Linked DNA regions of Zea mays: region 2 is linked to region 1. The links are chromatin contacts, called in public Hi-C maps. All regions are on one chromosome and are shown on one strand. Each heading gives the region's core, a stretch centred on a gene start, on an enhancer-like site or on the middle of the called end of the contact. The rest is flanking DNA. Distances are from core to core; before and after follow the strand shown.

What was found. Hi-C and Micro-C count contacts between places; a contact is called where the count stands out from the background.
Region 2: a contact with region 1 is called in a Hi-C map of ear, with 1.9 times the contacts expected there. The contact joins the promoter of LOC100192647 here to the promoter of LOC100273485 in region 1. A contact is called at or near these places in 2 of 25 Hi-C or Micro-C datasets (ear and tassel).

Annotation. Positions count from the first base shown.
Region 1 is chr1:7,333,858-7,338,869 of Zm-B73-REFERENCE-NAM-5.0, reverse strand. It overlaps LOC100273485 (putative protein kinase superfamily protein), which reads right to left and starts at 1,299. Exons shown (of 9, transcript NM_001147922.1): 1 at 736-1,299; 2 at 460-595. The coding sequence starts at 1,083.
Region 2 is chr1:7,979,701-7,984,519 of Zm-B73-REFERENCE-NAM-5.0, reverse strand. LOC100192647 (sterol methyl transferase 2) reads right to left here and starts at 3,160. Exons shown (of 1, transcript NM_001137859.2): 1 at 1,411-3,160. The coding sequence starts at 2,836. The coding sequence ends at 1,721.

The sequences.
Region 1 (5,012 bases), core at 50-2,549:
AGAGAGAAGATTCGTCCACACTACAATCCTCTACACGCCCCCAAACAAAAACAAAAACAGAACTTGTGAGCACAGGACACAGTGATGCGTTAAAATTATACCGTGCGTTTAATACAGCCGCCCTAAATCCGTTTCTATGGATTCACACAACGACCATGGCAACAACACCCAGATAAGGAAGTGCGTATGATAAAGCCTAGCCCAATCACCAATCATTCGTTCGGTACACCGAATGCGGTAGGCTGGTAAGCGCCAGCAGTTGCTCATGGCAGACGGATTCGTCGTTTTTCCCCCCCAACTTCCGCACTAATCAGGGATCGAATCCGATAAGGACAAATAACTTCGCAGGCTGTATGTATTTACCGAAAATGGCCGGCGAGATATATCTCACAGGCAACCAGAAAGCGACTTTTATCAGAAACGGGCCAATGGGCAGAGGATCGGCAAGAGCAAACGCACAGTGGAAGAGGTGCTTGGCGAGCGTGTCGTTGGGCATGAACTCGGCGACGAGCAGCCGCTCGTCCCCGTCGCAGCAGTAGCCGATGAGGTTGGCCAGGCGGCAGTGGCGCAGCTTCCCGACGCCCTTGGCCTCCTCCTGCGAGAGCAGAAGAAGAAGCAAAGCTTTTCAGCGCAAGAGGCTGCGGGTTGAATCCCGAACCAGGGCGGGGGCGGCGACAGTCGAACCCCGAGGGGCTGCCCTGCTCTCCGGGGGGGTGGGATGGGAAGGGGGCGTACCGCGAACTGCTTGGGATCGGGCCACGCCATCTTGGTGAACTTCTTGACGGCGATCGCGCGGCGGCCGGCGTCGAGGCGGCCCCTGTACACGAAATTGGGCGCCTTCTCGCCGCTCTCCGACACGATGTTCCCCGCCGCGAAGCCGGCCGTGGCGGCGCGCAGCTCCGCGAGCGAGAACTCCTTGAGCGGCGGCACCTGGCGGGCGCCGGCGCGAGCCGCGGAGGGAGGCGGCGGCGCCGGCGCCTGGTGCTGGTTGAGCGAGTAGGAGGGACGGTGCGGGGGGAGCGCCCCCGGCGGCTTCTTCTCCGGGTGCGTCCCCGCCCGCTGCGAGGAGCCGCAGCAGCCCATCGGAGCCCACCCCCCGGTGGCTTCCGCCGCGGCTGCGCGTGCGTGGCGTGGGTGGGCAACCCTGTGTGTGTGGTGTGGGGTTCAGGTGCTGGGCTGGGCTGGGTTCCCCGGACAGTAGGAGTAGCCGACCGAGCAGGGGAAGAGGAGGAAGAAGAAGAAAGAGGCCTGCCTTCGGGCTCGGGGGGTGGCCGGGTGGGTTTGGTTGCTTTTGGCTTCTGCGTCTCTGTCCGCCTCCGCCCCCCTTTCTGCGGTTCTGCCTTTGTATGGGCGGTTTCGTCCCGTTCTTGGCTGTGATGCAGCCGCCATCTTAACACGAATTTCCACTCTCAATCAGTCTATGGCTCGACGGATACTATTGCTCCTAATGATTAATACTCGTACTCTCTTATTTGTAAAAAAAATGAAAGTGTAGTGGATTTAGTTAAAAGTAATCATATGGCAAAGCGTTGCAATAATGCTGCTGGTGCATCAGGTTAACCGACCCGCCCGATGTTTGTGTAACCGTCAATAGCCACTGATTGAATTGACGAACGAAAGAAAAAAAACAGTAGCACTCGGTAAAGCTAAAGCTGCTTGCGCTATCGCACGGGTGAATAAAAAGTAGCAGCGCGTGGGAGCAGAGAATCGACGTGATGCTCAAAAACACGTTTTGGCTTTCGCGAGATTCTCTCCTGCCCAGGTGTCTTCGTCCCTCCCGTGCCCTTTTTTTTTTTTTGTCATTCCGGGCCCGTACCCGTACGTGTTGGCCTCAATCTGAGGCCTGTTTTTTTTTCACGCAAACGGGCGCACCCACACTGGAGTCAACGGGTTTGTCGATGGGTTCGCGGCGGTTCATTCTGTACAGTACGCTGGGACGTCGCGGATGCCCCGGGATGGATGCGGAACCGCCGCCGTGAGCACTCATCAGAAGGCAGTGCCCCGCGCATCCGGCGACCGTGTCGCCGGCGTGCCAGGTCTCCGCGCAACTTTTCGGCCGACGCGCACCGCTTGAGAGCATCTGTATTAGCTCCCTAAAAAAACGCTCTAGAGTTGGACCTAGCGAGCTGCTAACTATATATGGAGAACAAAAACAATTTTACCCCTCAACAATTTCAAATTCTTACATTGTTAAATATTTTTGAATTATGCAAGCTCAACGATAAATTCATCACTTTTAGCGGCTTAAATCATCCAAACTGTGTCACTTATACACGGGTGTTAGCTCGATGCCAAACAAGTGTTTCATGAGCGAAATAGGCCACTAAGAGCAACTTCAATAGTTATGTAAATTTTAGCTCTCTAAATCACAGATTTAAGAAGTTGCTAAATGGCTTGTAGAGTAAAAAAATGTGAGTTCTCCTATAGTTCTCTAAATATATGTTGTAATTTTGTTTTGTATTTATCCACATAAAAAAGTAAGTCACAAAAACTATATAATGCTCAGTCAACATTTTTGTTTAGGGAGTTGTTAAATGGTTGCCAAATGTAGAGAGAAAATGAGGTTAGATGACAAGTTGTTAAATTTAGAAAGTTCATTTAGAGAACTGTTGGAGAATAGTTTTCATGTTAACTACCTAAATTATTGATTTAGGAAGTCTTTTAGAGAACTACTAGAGTTGCTCTAAGAGCTCCAAACAACTCGCCAAATTTGGAGACTAAAAATAAGGATATTTATAAAGTTAGTATTTTTAGATATCTCATTTAAGAAACTGCTGGACCATGGTTTTTTTAACTAACACGCTAAATTAGTTTCAGGGGTTTTATTAGAACTCGTAGAGATGCTCTTCGCGCTGGCGGTTAATGGGAAAGAAAATAAAAAGAATACACCGGCAGTCCGGCGCAAGTACGAAGAATCCTTTAGAAAGGAAAAAAAAGTGGTACTGGTACATGCACCGCTCAGTGACGATGTGCAGTGCAGGACAGCTCGGCCCAATCTCCGACGTTGTGCAGCTGATCTGTCACGCACGCACACGGACGGCAACTTTTTACGCCACCGTGTCGCCTTGCGCCCCTCTCCTGCTGCGCTGCACTCCACTCCACTGGCCGTACGGATGCGTTTATTTTAGCGAGGATTATAGGCAGGGCACAAGCAGCAGGCAGTGCAGATACGGCACGAACTCCATTAATTAACCTTGTGTTCATCGTCGGCTGCGGCGCCAGCTAGTCTATCTCGTCCGGACGTCCTGCTGGCTGCTGCTGGTGGCCCTAGGGCACCTAGAGCCACCAAAAGGTTTCCTCGAGCGGATAGAGATAAAAAAAAAATCCAACTTGTCATCACCACGTGAACTGACAGTGACAGACAGTTCCGGAGATTAACCTCAGGATGAAGAACATATATAACAGGTTTTTTTATCCCAACCAAACAGATCCTATAGCCTCCTATGAACGGCAGGGGTCTTGGCATCTGGCTCTACGTACGGTGTTTCAAAGTCAAGCTTCTGTATTTGTAACAAAGGAAAACTTGTATCCGAATTTTTGCGTGGACGTGCTAATTAATGGAATTAATTAGCACACGGCTACTTGTATATTATTGTCATTTTATGTACAGTCCTCATCCTCCTCCTCCTGCCGTCCACAAAACAAAAAAACGAAGGGGAATCGTGCGGAATCACCGTCCACGATATGAATCTGATCACCCCGCCAGATGCATTCCACAAAGGTGGGCGGCTAGCTTAGCTTAGCTTAGCTTAGTTAATGGCGTTTGTACGCGAGCGGCGGCGGCGGCCTCTACCTGACGAGAGGAAGTTTAACGACTGAACAAAGTGCTTCCGACAGTATTTATGCAAGCTCCTTCGTTCTACAGTGCACCTAGGACGTACGTACACACATCACACACGTGACATGCACGTTGTCTTGATGGTACGTGACGACAGCATGGCTTAAATCCGATGGCACCACCACCTCCATCATCATCATCAGTGCAATGCAATTACCACGCGGTCACGCCGCACGCGCGCGCTGCGCCATGCGTTTCCGCCCGCCGCCCACAGAAACGCCGGTCGGGTGCCGCGAGGCAAAAGCGTCAGCAGAAGCCGGGGAGAAGCCTGGGCTGGGCCTGTCCGGGCCGTACGGACTACGAGGACCAGCAGTGCTCTGCCAGCAGGCGCATGGCACGGGCTTAGGCTGGTGGCAATGGGGCTAGAAGGGAGGCGAGAAGGGTCCTCTACCGTCCCGCGCGAGGCGATAGGCAGGCGAGAGGGAGAGAGAGGGCGACGGCACTCACGCCCGGCGAGAGCGGGCGATATCGTCCCGCTCTCGCCCGCGTTGGCGCACGCGTCTGGGCGAGAGAGAGGCGAGAGGGAGGCGAGAGGGGCGACGCACTGACGGGGCGAGAGTGAGGCGGGCGAGAGTGTGGTGGCGCGACGTGATTGGTCCACGTGTGCCACGTGGATTAGCCTTTTTTACCATTTGGAGTCCAAAAAATTGCAAAAAATCACAAATTTCATTCCCAATCCATCTATAAATATCCCTATCTGTTGGAGGTCATAATTAGATTTATGTAATTTTCTATTAATTGTTATGTAATTTTTTAATTGTCATGTACTTCTCTTTTAATTATTATACACTTTGTAATTTTAAATTCAATAAAAAATATTATGTTGTGTGATTTGTAAGCGTTGAAACAAATCTGTGTGAATTATTTAATCCTGAAATAGAAAAACTGATGTGGCTGTGGGCTGGGGCTATAGCCTGCTACAGCCTGTGCACTGGAGCAGCAGAGGCGAGAGCTGACGTGGCAGGGGCGAGAGAGAGGCTGTGCACTGGACTCAGCCTTAGGGGTGTGTGTGTGCACTGTGCAGTTCTGGAAATGCCAAATTCGTTTTTTTTTAATTTGAAAACGTAAACAGTTCTGAAAATGCGAAATTCGGTTAGTTCCCGTTTTCGGAAACGGGCGAAATTAGGTTCAAAAAATGGATGGGTAACTGCACACGGCTAGTAACTCTCGGATG
Region 2 (4,819 bases), core at 1,911-4,410, 640 kb before region 1:
ATATTTAGTGACTTTTTAACTAGTCTAATTGATAAAACATTGTTGTTTAATTTTCTTCAACTCATATTCCTGCTGTAGCTCAAAATCGTCCCAAAAGAGTGAAATGTTGAAACTGAAATATTGCTAGTTTTTAGGGGTATTTAGAAGTTTATCCAAACTATAGAACTATTGGTGGTTTATCTATTATAAGTTTTATCCTTTTTTGGTTTAATTTAAGTTGATTATGACTTGAAAACTGAATTGTTCAATTTATGAAGATGTGAATTAAAACTTAGATAAACTACTCGGTCCGAATAACTTTGATGTTCATCAAACACAAAAATCGATATATAAAATGGTTTAGAGTCATTTCACTAACGGTATAGACAGACCCGTGCTAAAAAAAAGAGAGAGACAAGATTAGGAGGAGCATCAAATTCAATTGGAAATAGTATCCGAACTCGTGAAAGTAGTAGCATAGGTCCAGTAGCCCGACATAAACCTGCAAACGTCGTTCTTTTTGCTCTCCCTGCACATGCCACCGCCCTTCCTCTGACAGCGACCGATCCTGCACGCCGCTGACACGATGCGATACAGGCCCCACCACCCGCACCCATTGCCACGCCGCACCTAGAGTCCTACACGCCCGTCCGTCCCCACTGCCCCGTGCCCCCAACGGATATTTTCTCCGCTCCTCTCCTCGTATCCACCCGTCCCTACTGCCTGATCGGACTAGTGGCGCGCGCGGGAGGGGCCACGATCCACGACCGCGCGGAGAAAGGAAAGCAAAGCAAAGCAAAGCCAGCTTTTTCCGACCCTGCGTGGTGCAGAAAAGAAAACGGTGGCGCGCATCGCATCGGCCTCCGTGACGCGCTCACGTGCCCGGCTTGTCCGCATCCCCTTCTTTTGTGTTTGGTTTTCAGGAATAAAATAATTCTAGGTGAAATATTAGTGTGGCATTTTAGTAGGTAAAGGCTCGTACACAAATTTATTCTATTAGGAAATATAGGGTCTTGATCAAGGTTTAACTCGCACGCGCAGGTCAGATGGCTTCAAGCTCGAGATCGTCAATAGATAAAATATTAAGATCGTTGGATGCAAAAGAGTGTCATCCCATCCCACTTAACAGATGGTCCCACGGAACCATCCCTATCTCTCAACCTACTGCTCCAAATGTAAACAACATTTCAGATCCGATCTCGGGCCCCAGTTGCCATAGAGGACGAGATAGCTCGTGACACCCAGACACGCCGCTCTTTCTCTCGCAACTTGCAAGCTGGACCACCACTCGCAACTTGCAGATAATCTAAAGTTTTTCGCCCCTTTTTCACCGGGGCCGGCCCGTGGAAAACGGAACAAGGGTAGCAGATCTCACCAAGCATAAAAGCAAGCAGGTAATAACAATTAGGTTAGAGAGTTCAATTCCAATGTACTCTTAGCAGACAAAACATGGCTTATGATGATGATAGATTATAGATGGATCTCCACGATCAAGCAAATTTAAATCCCGACCTCGTCCCCAACGGAATAATCCGTCCACCAGAAAAACAAAAAAAAATAAAAGTGAAAGCTACGAAGAAGAATGGGGACAAGGAAAAAAAAAGAGTAAACGAGACAAGCATGGTTCCTAGTAGTATCTTCTTCTTCTCTAACAGATGAAGTTTTCACTTGTTCAAGTCGCCGAGTAGCTCGCTCTTCTTACCTCTGCTGCTGCTTCTGCCAGGTTATTTCTCTTAAAACACTATTTGGCCTCCTCCTCGGTGGATGCGGCGGCGGGCGGCTTGCGGAGGAGCACCATGTGCATGGGCGTGAAGATGCCGGTCTCGCCGCCGCGGGTGAGGTGCTGCGCGGTCTCGTACAGCATCTCGTGCACCTCGGAGACGCCCTTGGGCGCGATCCGGAGCAGGGTGAGCACGCGGACGACGATGGAGTTGCGCCAGTAGGCGATGCGGCCCATCTTGAGGCGCGTCCACCAGGGCAGCGCGGGGGGCAGCGCCAGGTCCTGCTCCTTGAGCACCTCGAAGCCGGCCTCCTTGGCGATGGCCGCGATCTCGTCCTGGCGGCGGAGCCCCGGGAGCGCGTCGCCGCGCTCGATGCCGTGGACGCACTCGACGTGGCCCGGGTCCTCGGCGTGGTACAGCGGGGTGGTGACCCACTCGTAGGAGACGTAGAGGCGCCCCGGCTTGAGCACGCGGTAGACCTCGCCGTAGACGTCCTGCAGCCTGGGCGCGTGGCAGGTGGCCTCGATGGAGTAGGCGCCGTCGAAGGACGCGTCCGGGAAGGGCATGGAGAGGAAGTTGCCGCAGACGACCTCGCAGCGGGGGGAGTCGAGGCCGGCCTTGCGGTTGTGCGCGCGGGCGCGCTTCACCTGGTACTCGTTGATGGTGATGCCGACGACGTCGGACCCCGAGTGCGCGGCGATGGCGCGCATGGGCCCGCCGACGCCGCAGCCCACGTCGAGGAGGCGGTGGCCCGGCCGGGCGCCGAGGAGGTCGGCCACGCGCTCCTCGTGGACGCGCGTGGCGTCGCGGTGGGAGCGGCCGGGCAGGGACGGCGAGAAGTGGAACGACTGGCCCCAGCCCCACTCGTAGATGTCGGTCACCAGGTTGTAGAAGGTGTCCACGAAGGCCGGCACCTTCTCCGCCGACGCCGCCGTGGTGGCCGTCTCCTTGGGGCGGCGGAAGAAGGACCAGTACTGGGTGTACTTGTCCTGCACCTTGTCCCGCGTGATGGATCCCATCTTGAGATCCACCGCCCGCTTGCCCTTCACCTCCGCCGCGCCCATCACCCACACGAACCAGTACACCAGCCCCGCCCCGACCACCGCCGCCGTCCACGCCATCGTCGCCGCCTCCATTCCAATTTCCAACCCGAGGAAGGGGGACGAGGAGGAGGAGGAGGAGGAGAGGGAGAAGAGGAGATGAACAGGAGGACGTCGGGGGATTTGGCTGGGCTCTAGGAGGATATAGCAAGCGGGGCAGAGCGCGCGTGAGCAAGGTGATTTTTTTTTTTGGTACTACTGTATACTAGTAAAGTAATAGCGCTGAGTGCGGCGCAGATGAGGGGTGCTGAGAGCCTGCGATCTGATCGGACGGCTGCGCCGAGACCAGTGCGGATGCGTCAGGGGACGCGCGGCCCGCACCCCGCAGGGTTTGCGGCTGCCGAGTTATTTTTTTATGAGATGAAGGGTCGTGGCCGTGCCGTGCCAAGATGCGCGTGCGATGGAGAGGGAGGTGGAAGAAACGAGGAGGGAGGAAAGTTTGGGGGCGGTGGGCTCCAGCCAGCCAGATTGTTTTCGGCACGGGGCGCCGGGGCCACGACGCGGGCGCTCGGCTCAGCTCGGCTAGCTCGCTGGCAGTCTGATGAGACCCGGTTGGCATGGACAGCCTGCCATGTGTGCCGTACGTGGGCCTTGGTCCTTTCGTCGACCCCGCCGGCCGCCGCCTCCACTCCACGCACAGTTGCCTTCGCCTATCTCTTTCTTCACCTCCCGCTCGCGTCGCTTCAGATAATGTTTCTTTGAGAGAAAAAGGTTGCTGACAAACCGCATGCGTCCTGCGGTGGTGAGTGAGTGGTCGTCTCATCCTTGACTAGACGATCGAATTCGTTGCAGGCGGCGACTGGACAAAGATCGAGAGGAACGCAACAAGTGCTGTATACAAGTATTTACAAGTTATAACCAGCCATATACAGACAACGCATAGTTGGATAGTTACGTATTAGGCAGCTTATATATACACATAATTATATTCAAATTTTACTATGTAAACAGTATAGCTTATAATGCAAAACTAGTTTTAATAAACTATGAATATAAGCGTGGATAATCATCTATAAGACCAATTGTGTTATGACTTGGTTTCTCTTCCAAGTGTTGTAAACAAGTATTTACAAGCCATAATCATAACTTCTCTGTAAAATAGCCATCTACAAACAAAAGATAGTTGGATGCTTACGTGTTAGACTATCTAACAACAGCTTATATATACACATACCTATATTCAAACTTTACTACGTAAACGGTACAGTCTGCAATGTAAAACTGTACAAAACGGTAGTTTTAGGTAAACTATGGGCTACAGACGATCTTACGTTGCGAGCTCATGCGCACTAGCTACAAATCCAAACTACATTGATGCAAAAATATGAGGGGTGTGTTTATACTTGCTAGTATCCATGTTGCAGCACTGCTGGCGCCAGGCAACCTTACATGGAGGCCAGCCAATCAGGCTTTTTTTTACTCACATCAATTATGCTACCAGCCAGTACATGCGCCATGTGCACACAATCAGTTTGTTTCCCTCAAGCCAGGTTACATGCAGTTGTTGTGTTGTTCTAGCCAAAACCTAGCTGCCAATTGGCACAGTGTGAGCTAAGACCAAATGAAATTGATTTTATTCTCGTTTTCACCCGAAGGGGCTAAGGTCCCGCTTGGAGGACTGGAGATTCTAAAAAAAATCTATATTATCTAAGCTGAAGTGGATTATATATGAGATTCTAGGATTCAAACGGACCTAAGGTTTGATTTGGTGACAAGGGGATCCCGGGAGGATTAGAGGGAATTGAGGGGGAAATGAACTAATTTTCTCCTCAATCCCCTCCGATACTCCCGGGTCACCAAATCAGCTCTAAAGGTGTGGTCTAATAATTGCCTATACCATTCGTATTATCGTAAGCCATACTAGTTGTTTTTTCCCTAGCAACCTTCCTCGTGAGATCAATGGAGGACTTCAACTTTTATGGTATATATACAACAACGCAGGCTCACTGGCTTCTTTCGGTTTAATATGTCAAGACCCACTTTCCTTCTCCCATTTTTTTTATTTTGTCCTTACTAAAA